Regions from separate parts of the Mus musculus genome. Here region 1 is linked to region 2. The links are chromatin contacts, called in public promoter capture Hi-C maps. All regions are on one chromosome and are shown on one strand. Each heading gives the region's core, a stretch centred on a gene start, on an enhancer-like site or on the middle of the called end of the contact. The rest is flanking DNA. Distances are from core to core; before and after follow the strand shown.

Region 1 (5,450 bases), core at 1,125-3,624, 7.6 Mb before region 2:
AAATTATAGTCTGTCTCCTAGCAACAGACAACACATTTGGCTCCATGTGACTCTGCCCTCCGGAGGGGACAAAAAATAAATGGTGGTGGTGGTGGTGGGGAATCCCAAAGAAGAGACAAGGAACGATAAAGGGGTTTCCAAGATGAGGGTGAGACTGACAGGTGGCCTTCCAGCTCCTCCCCCACAGGCCACCAACCGGCCGGGCCACCACTAACCTTTGGTGTCCAGCTCCACGTGGATAATGTTGCCCATGACAGAAGTGCTGTGCAGGTGTTGGACGGCCTCCTTGGCGCCCCTGACTGTGGCAAAGACCACCTTGGCAATGCCCAGGTGTTTCTTGGTCTTCGGGTTATACAAGATCTCCACCTCCTCCACCTCCCCATACTTTTTGCACATGTCCCTTAGGAAGTTTTCACGGACGTTGTCATTCAGCTTGGCAAATGTCACCTGCTTTGGAGGCACAGGGCCCACGTAGAACTCATCGATCTGCCAGGGGCCGCGGCCGAGGTGGGGGGGGGGGGGAGGGAGTTTGGAAAACATTAAAACCAAAGAGAAAACACAAGCACGCCTCACTTGCCCAGCAGTTAAAAAAAAGAAAGAAAAAGAAAAAAGAAAACAAAAAAAGCATGCGGGCGGGCCTAGGAAGCAGAGGATTAAATCGTTTGGAACCTGGAAGTCCTCTGGGTTCGAAAGGAAAGGGGAAAAAGAAACAGTTTCTCTTTCCCCACCCCCCTATTCTGGCCTCCTATCCTTGCTGCTGGATCCCAGACGACCCTCTGGTCTAGGAAGTTGTCCCCTTTAAAGCCAAAGGGTTGGGAGGGGGGCGGGTCCCTGAGCCAGGGCCCTGGGTGCGCAAGGACCCAGGTGGGGACCGGGAGCCCCCAGCTCTGCCGGCATGATACAGTCTCAGTGCCCTCGTTACAGTTTCTCCGAGTGTTATTTTGTTTACAGTGGCCCGGAGGGGACACCCCTCTCCCCCCTCCCCGCCAAAACTTCCCAGTCCTGGACGGCGGGAACTAAGAATCCGGCTGGGCTTGGTCAGGACTGGCGTTATTTTCGAACTCGGGGAAGGAGGGGGGGAGGGACCATAAGACAGAGAGGAGGGGTCCTACCTTGAATTTGGGCACAGACAGCTCCAGCTCCTTGTTTTTGGTCCAGATTCCGACCACCCGGGGATCTTCCACGATCTCCACCGGGCGGTTGCTGGACATCTGTGGGCAGAGACAGGGGGTTCAGTATAGAAGGGCTGGCACCCTCCCCAGGGGCAGGGGCAGACCCCCCCCCCTCAAGGCACCAGTCCCACTCCAGGCTGAGGGGAGGGAGTCCTGGCTGACAGTTGGCCCAGGTAGCTGGAAGAGGGGTCCCCCTCCGTTCGCCTCTTGTCTGGGGGCTCCACCGGGGGTGGGTGGGGGTGGCGGGAAGGCGCGCCGGCTACTCACGGCCAGGCTGAAATGCTGCCCATCGTAGCGGTACAGTTTATGGTGCCCCTTTTTCAGAGCCGGGTCAATCATCAACTTGTAACTTCTCCAATGGTGGTTCCTCCTCTCGCCCGAAGGGCCGGGCTGCGGCGGGGGCTGCTGGTGGTGGTGGTGGGGGTGACTGTTCTCCATGCCGTTAACCCAACCTGAAACCCAAGCAAGTTGTTGTCCTCTCCGACGCTTCTACACATTCGCCCGAGAATCCAATCGGCTGGCCCCCACCCCCCTCCCACCTTACCAGCGCGCCCCGAAAGCTTGTCTCGCTGCCTCTCCCCCCCCCCCCCGCCTCCCGAGGAAAAAAAATCTAAGAATGGAGCGAGAGAATAAACCCTTTCCGGAGGGTTTACGCGCCCGCCCGCTCGGCCACCGTCTCCGGCTGGCAGCGAGGGGCTGCCCGGGGCCCCCGCTGCGGGCTGGCGCGGTCCGGGACGCACGGAGGACGCGGGCTCCGGCCCATGGTGCCGCCAGCCGCCCGGCGTGGCGCTCGGCCCGGCTCGGGAGCGGGGCGCGCGGCAGGGCCTGGCGTCGCCCGCCCGGGCGGGGGCCGGGGGCTCGGGCTGCCCGGCTCCTCTGACCGCGGCCTCTCTCTCTCTCTCTCTCTCTCTCTCTCCTCCCTTCCCTGCGCCGCGCTTACATCCCCGCCGGGCGCCGGCCTCCCTGCGCCGCCAGCCAGTACATGGTGTCCCCCGCGGGAGCCGAGGCCGGGGCGGCCGGACCGGGGGCCGGGATGGGGGGGACGCCGCCTTAGCGGCTGCCGGGCCCCGAGCTGCCGCTGCCCTTGCTGCTGCCGCCGCCGCTGCTGCTGCTGCTGCTGCCCGGGAGGCGGCTGGCGGCGGAGGCTCGGCTCCCAGTAGCCGCACATCCCACAATACACCGCTAAGGAGCCCGACCCGAGTGCTCACCCTCCTCCTCTTCCTCCTCCTCCTCCTCTTCCTCCTCCCCTCGCCTTCCTCGCCGCTTCCCCAGGCACTCTCCCGGCGGCGGCAGCTGCGCCGCCAAAGCCCCGGGCCCCAGCGGCCCCCCACCCCTCACTCGCGCGCTCCCACACTGCCTCCCCCCCCTTCCCCGGGGGGAAGGCCTTTTAATTTATTTATTCTGCTGGGACTGAGGTGGGGGGCTTGGCTGACGGGGGAGAGGGGGGTCTCCACGGCTTCTATCTCCCCCGCGGCTGGGGCTACCCTTCCAGCTACGGAAGACTCCACGGTGTGCGCCCCCAGGGCCTCCCAAACTGTTTCCAAACTGCCCAGGCCGGTGGTGGACGCGTGGAGTCTCGGCGAAAAGGGCTGGGTTTCGAGTGGGGGGTGATCGTGTGTATGACTACTAGAAGCCTGGAGGGGAGGCAGACGTCGACCCCAAACGAGTTTGCAATCGAGGTATCTCCGATCCCGCTTCCTCTTTGGCCCGCACGCCCCCTCCCTCCCAGGAGCTGTGCTGGGGAAGGGAAACCAAGGTTTGGAACCACACTAGCCTTCACATTCCTGGGAGGATACAACCCTCGCCTGGACGGGGAAGATAGCTCTTTCTCTTTATTTTTTCGTTTTTATTTTTTGCCTTTCTGTTTTTATTTTTGGAGGGGAGCGCCCAGTAATTGTCTTGAACACATGCTTCTCCCTCCCTCCTTCCTCCAGCCACCAGCGACAGAGAGTCCCCTTTTTTGCATTTATCATTTTCCTTCCCCTTTCTTTATTAAAGGTCCGGGAGTGGCGGCGGCCAATCAGCGCTCGGCTTCCATTTTGTGAGTTCAACTCGTAGGCTTCCCCGGCTTTTCGCGTGGATCTGGTTGCAGACGCCCTCGGTCTCTCTTCTCGGGCTGCCGAGGCGAAGCAGCCGCCTCGCCGGGGCTTCGTGGTGGTGTATTTCATATTGGGGCTCTTTTCGGGGTTTGTAATTTGGCCGTGGGTAGGTAATTGGCTGGAGCAGGGCGGCAGGGTGCGGCAGCCAATCAGCGCGCGGCTTCTATAGGGCTTGAGTTATTAGACGCTGATCTCAAAACATCCTTCATCAGACTCCAAGGAGAGGCCAACAGATGAGGGAGCCATTTTTCTGCAATGGAATTAAATGGCCAAGTGGGTTTTTCCTTTGTTGCAAATGGGGAATGCTTTTCCTTTGACTCCACCATCCAGTTCAGGACGCCTGAATGTGTTTAACATTTGCCAAAGGACTCACACTTGGAAGAATGAAGACCTTTTAAAAAGATCTGGATTTTTCCTTATGACTTGGAATCCATCTTTGTCTTGTATAACTAGGTCATAGCACACTATTAATGTCAGCAGTTAACAGTTTTGAATTCAAAAAAACCTAAGTAAATGACATATTTAATTTTTTTCCTTTTTTTTTTTTCTCGGGTGGGTGGGTGGGAGAGCTTGGAGCTGTCTTAATCTGTATTCTCTTGACTGAACAATAAATTTTTAAATATAGTTTCCTCTATTAAACACTTAAGCCTGACCATCTTATTAATTCTATTTTTTAACAAGGTAATGTTTTAAATGTATAGTTGTAGCGAAACGGCAACAATAACAAAAAAACTGTGAGCTGTTGTTACTGTTAAATTTTCTAAAAACCTTTTACATTGTAAGTACCCAATCCATTCTGTCCTTAACTGCACTGCCGTTCTCGTGTTACTGTCGCCTGAGATGTCCTGAATTTTCGGAAGCTTCATCTGCATGTATGTCTTTGTCTTTGTCTGATGTAAGTCAGTTAAAATGCTTTTAGACGTTTTTGCTTCTATAAAGCTACGATTTTTTAGCTTCGAGCTTTTTGGAAAAAAAAAAATGTTTACAGCCATAGTTGCTATTCAGATTTCTTCCCAGTAGCTCGTACACTCTTTGAAAATCGATCTATTTGAAGAAAAACAGCTGTTTTTCTCGAACTGGGTGTGGGGTGGTGGAGGGTAAGAGAAAGGAAGACCTTTTGTATAAAAAAAGACTGAAAGCCGCCTCTGAAAACTAGATTAAAACTGGAAAACAAGCCCTTAGCCGGTTCAAGCCAAACACCTACGTTGAGTCGGTGGTATTTTCTGTGGCGGTTGGGATGGCTGGTTTTGCCTTTTGTTTTGATTTGACTTGTGTTTTCGCCTTTTGTTTCTTAATGACGATCACACCATTGGTAAATCCAGAGCACTAAACAGCCCTCAGCGAAGCCGCCTTTTTGCCAGCCCAACCCTGGAAAGTTTGCAGTCGTGGAAGGAGCAGAAATACCACGAGTGTAACTTACAAAGAAGGTAACAAAGGGACACCAGAACCCCAGGTTTCCCCCCAACTAAACAACCAAACATCCCCCACCTCCCAAAAAAAGACCTGTTATTTTTATAATATCTCCAAAAGCGCCGGCCAGCTTTTTCTTCTAGACGCCATGGCGCCGGGCTGAGTGGGTAAGTAAAAAACTAGACTAAAAAAATTTGTTTTCAAGTGTCTTTTTCCCCCTTCGAGGAACTCTCGATTGAGCAGGCCATGGGCTGCAGATGATTGGGAGCTGGGATTTCTTGAGCTTGAGCTTGGCAGCCGATTGCAGTGGGTGGGTGAGGGGACTAGGGCTCTCCAGACCCCTCTGCCTCTTTTGCACCCAAAGGCGAAGAGAGCCTGTCCCCAGTACCCTGGGGCATCCATGGAGCCGCCTGCGCTAGTCCCTTTGGCTCGCCTCAGGTTTGCACCTTAGTGGCAGAGAAGAAATCGAAGTGTTTTGGAGATGGAGGGGCTGAAAAAAGCGAGGAAACCTTCCCACCCATCTTAAAGTCTCGTTCCTGATTGATTGTGGGGGTTTCTGTCCCCCGGAAGCCAGCTTTTCGGGGCTCCGGGGCTCGCCTGCTCTTCCAAAGAGAAAAAGGACAAAAGGCCGGCGTCCATGTTGGCATCATGACGCAGCATCTCTCTCCCGCCTGCAGCCTGGCGCTGCTTGTCCTCCGGGCCGCGCTCGCTCCTCCCTCTCAAACACGAGTTTTATTTTCAGGTTTTTGAGCCGAGCCGAGGGCTGGGT
Region 2 (4,841 bases), core at 1,994-4,493:
AAAAAAAGACCAGCTTTGGCTACATGAAACCCTGTCTTGTCTCACAAGGTACCTACTGTGTGACATAGCATGAATACACTAACTCAGCAGACTGCCACTTGCCAACCCGTCAGGCCTCTGTGGTCCTGAAAGGACAGCCTTACCTTTTCAGTAAGTGGGAAGGTGTACTCAGTCTCCACAGACAATGCCAGGACGCGCTTGTACCCATTGATGATGGAGTGTGGCACCGAGGCAACAGTTGGGTACCCGATCTGCAGACACACACTGGCCACGTTGCGGACACCCTGTATGCAGACAAGAATGACATTTTAGCTCCCCTCAGTTCAGTCTCAAGCCTGGGCAGAGCCAAGAGCCATCAGTTTGTGCTCACCCTTCCTCCAGACCTGGCTGTTCAATATTCCTTACAGTGACTTCTGAAAATCTACTCTGTTAGCCTAGTTACTGAGCACTATTAGAATATTAATCCATTTCCAGATGTGATTTACCAGTAATGAAACCTTTTCCCAATCTTGAATTATGAGTGGGGGTGGGCATGGTTGGAGTTAGAAATATAAACTATATAAATAACTCAAAAAAATGTTAAGATTAAAATGCTAAATCTATAGATGCATGTCTAATTTCAGTAAGTTATTCACTCAAGGAAACAATTTTCCTTAAGCTGGGCAGTGGTGGTGCACACCTTTAAACCCAGCACTTGGGAGGCAAAAGCAGGATTTCTGAGTTCAAGGCCAGCCTAGTCTACAAAGCCCAGGACAGCCAGGGCTATACAAAGAAACCCTGCCTCAAAACAAAACAAAACAAATCAAAAAACAAAAAAGGTCAATTTAATGGCAAAAGCCTGGTGTGGGACAGTCTTTAAAAAGATAGAGTAATAACAATTTAAATTGTTAGCATTAAATTGTATTCATCTCTCCTTGACTCAATACTCAAAATCTCACCGACCAGCAATGTTCTATTTTGTTTGAGACCTAGCTGTCCTCAAACTCACAAGAGGGTGCCTGCCTCCGCTGGGATTAGACACAGCCCCCACAGGCAGTGTTTTGCTATCACAGGCTAACAACCTTTAGAGTCCCAGCACATGACCTCCTGCCCAACTCTATTTTCTGCAGATGAGAAGATGGAACAACTGAAGATGCCAGCACGAATCTGTTGTCACACTCAGCATGGGAGGAAGGAGCTGGGCAGACATACCTCCAGAAAGCGAGAGTGCAGGGCCTGCTCTGTGATGTCGAGCACTTCAGGGTTATAAATGCTGCCGTTGTCAAACACCTGCTGGATGATCAGCCCGAAGGAGAAGGGGGAGATGTTCAGCATGTTCAGCAGTGTGGCCTCGCTGGCTCCCACCTTGTCTCCAGTCTTTATCAGCTGCACATCACTCTGAGGAAGAGAACAGCAGGACAGTTATCATCTGGACACACAGGAGGCCCAGCCCAAAGGACCGACCACTGCAGGCCATCTACTCACCAGAATTTCAATGGTGCCTCTGGAGATTTTCGTGGTGATGCCCAAAGCCTGGAAGAAGGAGGTCTTCTCGGGTCCTAGACCAGTGTTCTGAGCTGGCACAGTGACCTCACACGGGGCGATGGCACCAGCCCGAGCAGCAGCTGGCACCTAAACAGAACAGAGGTAGTCGACGGTGAAATGCCTCTCCATCGGTGAAAGCCCCGAAATGGCCAAATCCTCATTCATCGTCCCAGCCCCTTACCTTATTGGCCAACAGCATATCCCGAATCTCAGTGAGGTCCTCCTTGGTGAACACGAAGCCCACGTTCCCCCGGATGTGAGGCAGCAGTTTCTCCAGAGCTGGGTTGTTCTCCAGGTGGCCCCTGATAGCCTTGCGCATCATGGTGTTCTTGCCCATCAGCACCACGGCCTTCCCTCGGAGCGACATGCGGATCTGCTGCATCTGCTTGGAGCCCACGTTGTCTGCTCCCACAATGAAGCATTTTGGATAATCATCCAAAAGTTGCTATGAAGGAAGCCAGGAAAAACTACATTGAGAGGAAAACAAACAAAAAATACCCAGCAAAACCCGAAACCCTGCTACCTCTACCTCCCCATTGCTTCACCCTAGGTGTGACACTTCTCGCTAGGAGCCAGCCACCCGAGCCCAACGTCTGTCTTTATCTGATCCAGCTTCCTTGCTGGTTACGAGTATCACAAAATTACTGTCACAGCCAAAAATTAACTTTTAGCTGGGTGTGGTGCCACACCTGTAAAGACAGGTAAGGCTTAATTGCTAATCCGAGGCCAGCCAGAGCTATAGGGGGAAGACTTGCCTCAAGTAAATCTTAAGCTTTACTTTTTAAATAAGGCGTGCCTGGGTGACCAAAGTGACTCTGATCAGGGAAGAGACAGACTTAAAAAGCACAGAAAACAAATTATAGAGAGGTCGGGGGATCTTAGGTTGTGAAATATAAAAGGTACTACCAGACCCAAAAATCTTTGTCTCTGTCTCGGAAAAAAAAAAGAAAAGTTAACTAAAACAGACTGGTACCTACAAAGTCTGGTAGCTCTGGTTCAAAGCCACCTCAAAGGCCTTTTGTAATTAAGTCACTCAACAGCAGCCTGACTGGCAGGTCTCAGATGGGCAACAAGATGAATCACTCCAGTCTCAGCCCTTTGCACAAACGCGAAGGGCTCGACGAGATGAAAAACTGGGTGAGCGAGCTAGTTCTGGAACGCGGGGGGGGGGGGGGGAGATCCCAAGACTACAGAACTTCCCCAGGATGCCCAAACTCTGTTAAAGCGCGTGGCCAACGACCGCCCCGGGAAGACCCGGAGGCGGAAGCCGCGCGTCCCCGGCCCGCTCCACACTTACGATGATCTTGAGGAAGTAGTTGGACTTCCAGGTCGCCCTGTCTTCCCTGGGCATCACGGCGGTGCGTCAGGGATTGCCACGCGGGGTTTAAAGACGATGTCACTGGGGAGAGAGAGGGGGCAGCTTGAGCCCGGTAACCCCAACACCGGCCCCGATCCCAGGCCTAGGCCAAGCCGGCCACGCCAGAGCTGGGCCCCGGGCTGCGGCCGCCAGCAGCGCGGGCGATCCGACAAGCCAGGCGGTAGACCGGACGGGCAGAGCCCGGCCGCGATCCTTCCCGAGCCCATCGCTCCCACCCGCAACGTCCCCGCGCTCTTGCCGCCCTCCCACAACAAAACAACCCCCCAACCTCCAACGAGGACGCCTGGCGAGAGACGGGCCGCATGCCCGCGTGTGCCTTTTATAGGAGAACCAGGCGGTCCTCGAAACCCGAAGACGACGTCGTCCATGCCTATTGGCTGGTTCCATCGACTGTCCTGCCTCACTCAATAAACATGCGCGTCTATTGGCTGAGACCGCTGCCACTCCAGCAAGTCGGGAAAGTAAAGACAGCACCCGGCCGCAGGAGGCGCGCTTTCAGACCTGCTGCCCTCTGCTGGGTCGGAGCCGCCCTGCAGCGTCACCGAGTCAGTACAGCAAAACAACTTTCTGCGAAACCCTAGCTGATGCTCTAGTCTCCTCTTGTTCTTCCATTCTTTTTTCTTTCTTTTAATTTATTTATTTTTTATTTTTTTAGGTTTTTCTGTATATCCTGGCTGTCCTGGAACTCACTTTGTAGACCAGGCTGGCCTCAAACTCAGAAATCTGCCTGCCTCTGCCTCCCAAGTGCTGGGATTAAAGGCGTGCGCCACCACTGCCCGTTTTGTTCTTCCTTTCAAAACCTACATCTTCACCCGCACAAAGTTAATCAAAGATTGCCGTTTTCTCTGAGTAAACGCCTAAAACGTAGACTATTCTCAAGGTCCCACACGACTGTTTCCACTGTCGCAATCTGTTTTCTTGCTTTCCTACTGATGTGTTTGCCTCTCGCCTGATCCCTTTGCCCTTTTATCCCCTTCAAGAGTATGCCTTTTTTTTTTTTTGGTTTTGGTTTTGGTTTTTCGAGACAGGGTTTCTCTGTATAGCCCTGGATGTCCTGGAACTCACTTTGTAGACCAGGCTGGCCTTGAACTCAGAAATCCGCCTGCCTCTGCCTCCCAAGTGCTGGGATTAAAGGTGTGCGCCACCACCACCGGCTTCACAGCTTTTTGAATGGTGCTGGCCAGCTTCGGTCAGAGAAACTCACCTCCCCCACATCTTGCTGCAAATGCTATCTACTCAAGGAGACCTGCCCTGATTCTTGATTTCAAATTTTAAGGGCGGGGGCAAAACCAAACCTACTCTCCCTTACTCTCCCACCTTCTCCTGCAGCACTTACACCATCTAACTCGCTGTATAATTCACCACATTCTGCTTGTCAGCCTCTCCCTGCAGGAAGGTAAGCTCCACAGGGCAGAGATTTTATTCTGTGCCTGCCAGACAGTGGGCAGATAAGTATTTGTTGAGCAGGCAAAACGCAGGGCATGCGGCCAGATGAGACCCGGATCCATAACTTTGTTCTGCCGCTTGCTGTGTTGTCTTAAAAAGCACTTCCACTTTATTGACCGTTTGCTTTCCCTTCCAGGGATACGGGAGAAAATCGATACATAAAACTAGCTTCTTCACATATATATATATATATATATATATATATATATAATATATATATATATATATAATATATATATATATATATACACATTATATATATACACACACAGTCGTTCAACATTATTTGGATAATTGTTTTACTGAGACAGTCTCACTCCTGCCTTGTTTTTAATTGCTGAGCCATCTTCCCAGACCCATGAATAAATAAATATCCATATATAAATAAGTGTGTATATATGGGGGAAGATATTGAACCTAGGGCCTTGTTCATGCTAAACAAGCAGTCTGTTGTTTTAAAGCTTCCTGGTGCCTTTGAAGATCAGTCCAGTTT

The links. Promoter capture Hi-C pulls out the DNA fragments that hold promoters and counts their contacts.
Region 1: a promoter capture Hi-C map of cranial neural crest shows a contact between it and region 2. The contact joins the promoter of Setd1b here to the promoter of Rplp0 in region 2.

The regions. Positions count from the first base shown.
Region 1 is chr5:123,139,117-123,144,566 of GRCm38.p6, reverse strand. It overlaps Setd1b (SET domain containing 1B), which reads right to left and starts at 2,374. Exons shown (of 17, transcript NM_001040398.2): 1 at 2,113-2,374; 2 at 1,440-1,624; 3 at 1,113-1,211; 4 at 216-486. The coding sequence starts at 1,610. It also overlaps a transcript of Rhof not described here.
Region 2 is chr5:115,557,869-115,562,709 of GRCm38.p6, reverse strand. Rplp0 (ribosomal protein, large, P0) reads right to left here and starts at 3,243. Exons shown (of 7, transcript NM_007475.5): 1 at 3,171-3,243; 2 at 2,822-2,923; 3 at 1,706-1,969; 4 at 1,465-1,611; 5 at 1,192-1,377; 6 at 144-284. The coding sequence starts at 2,875.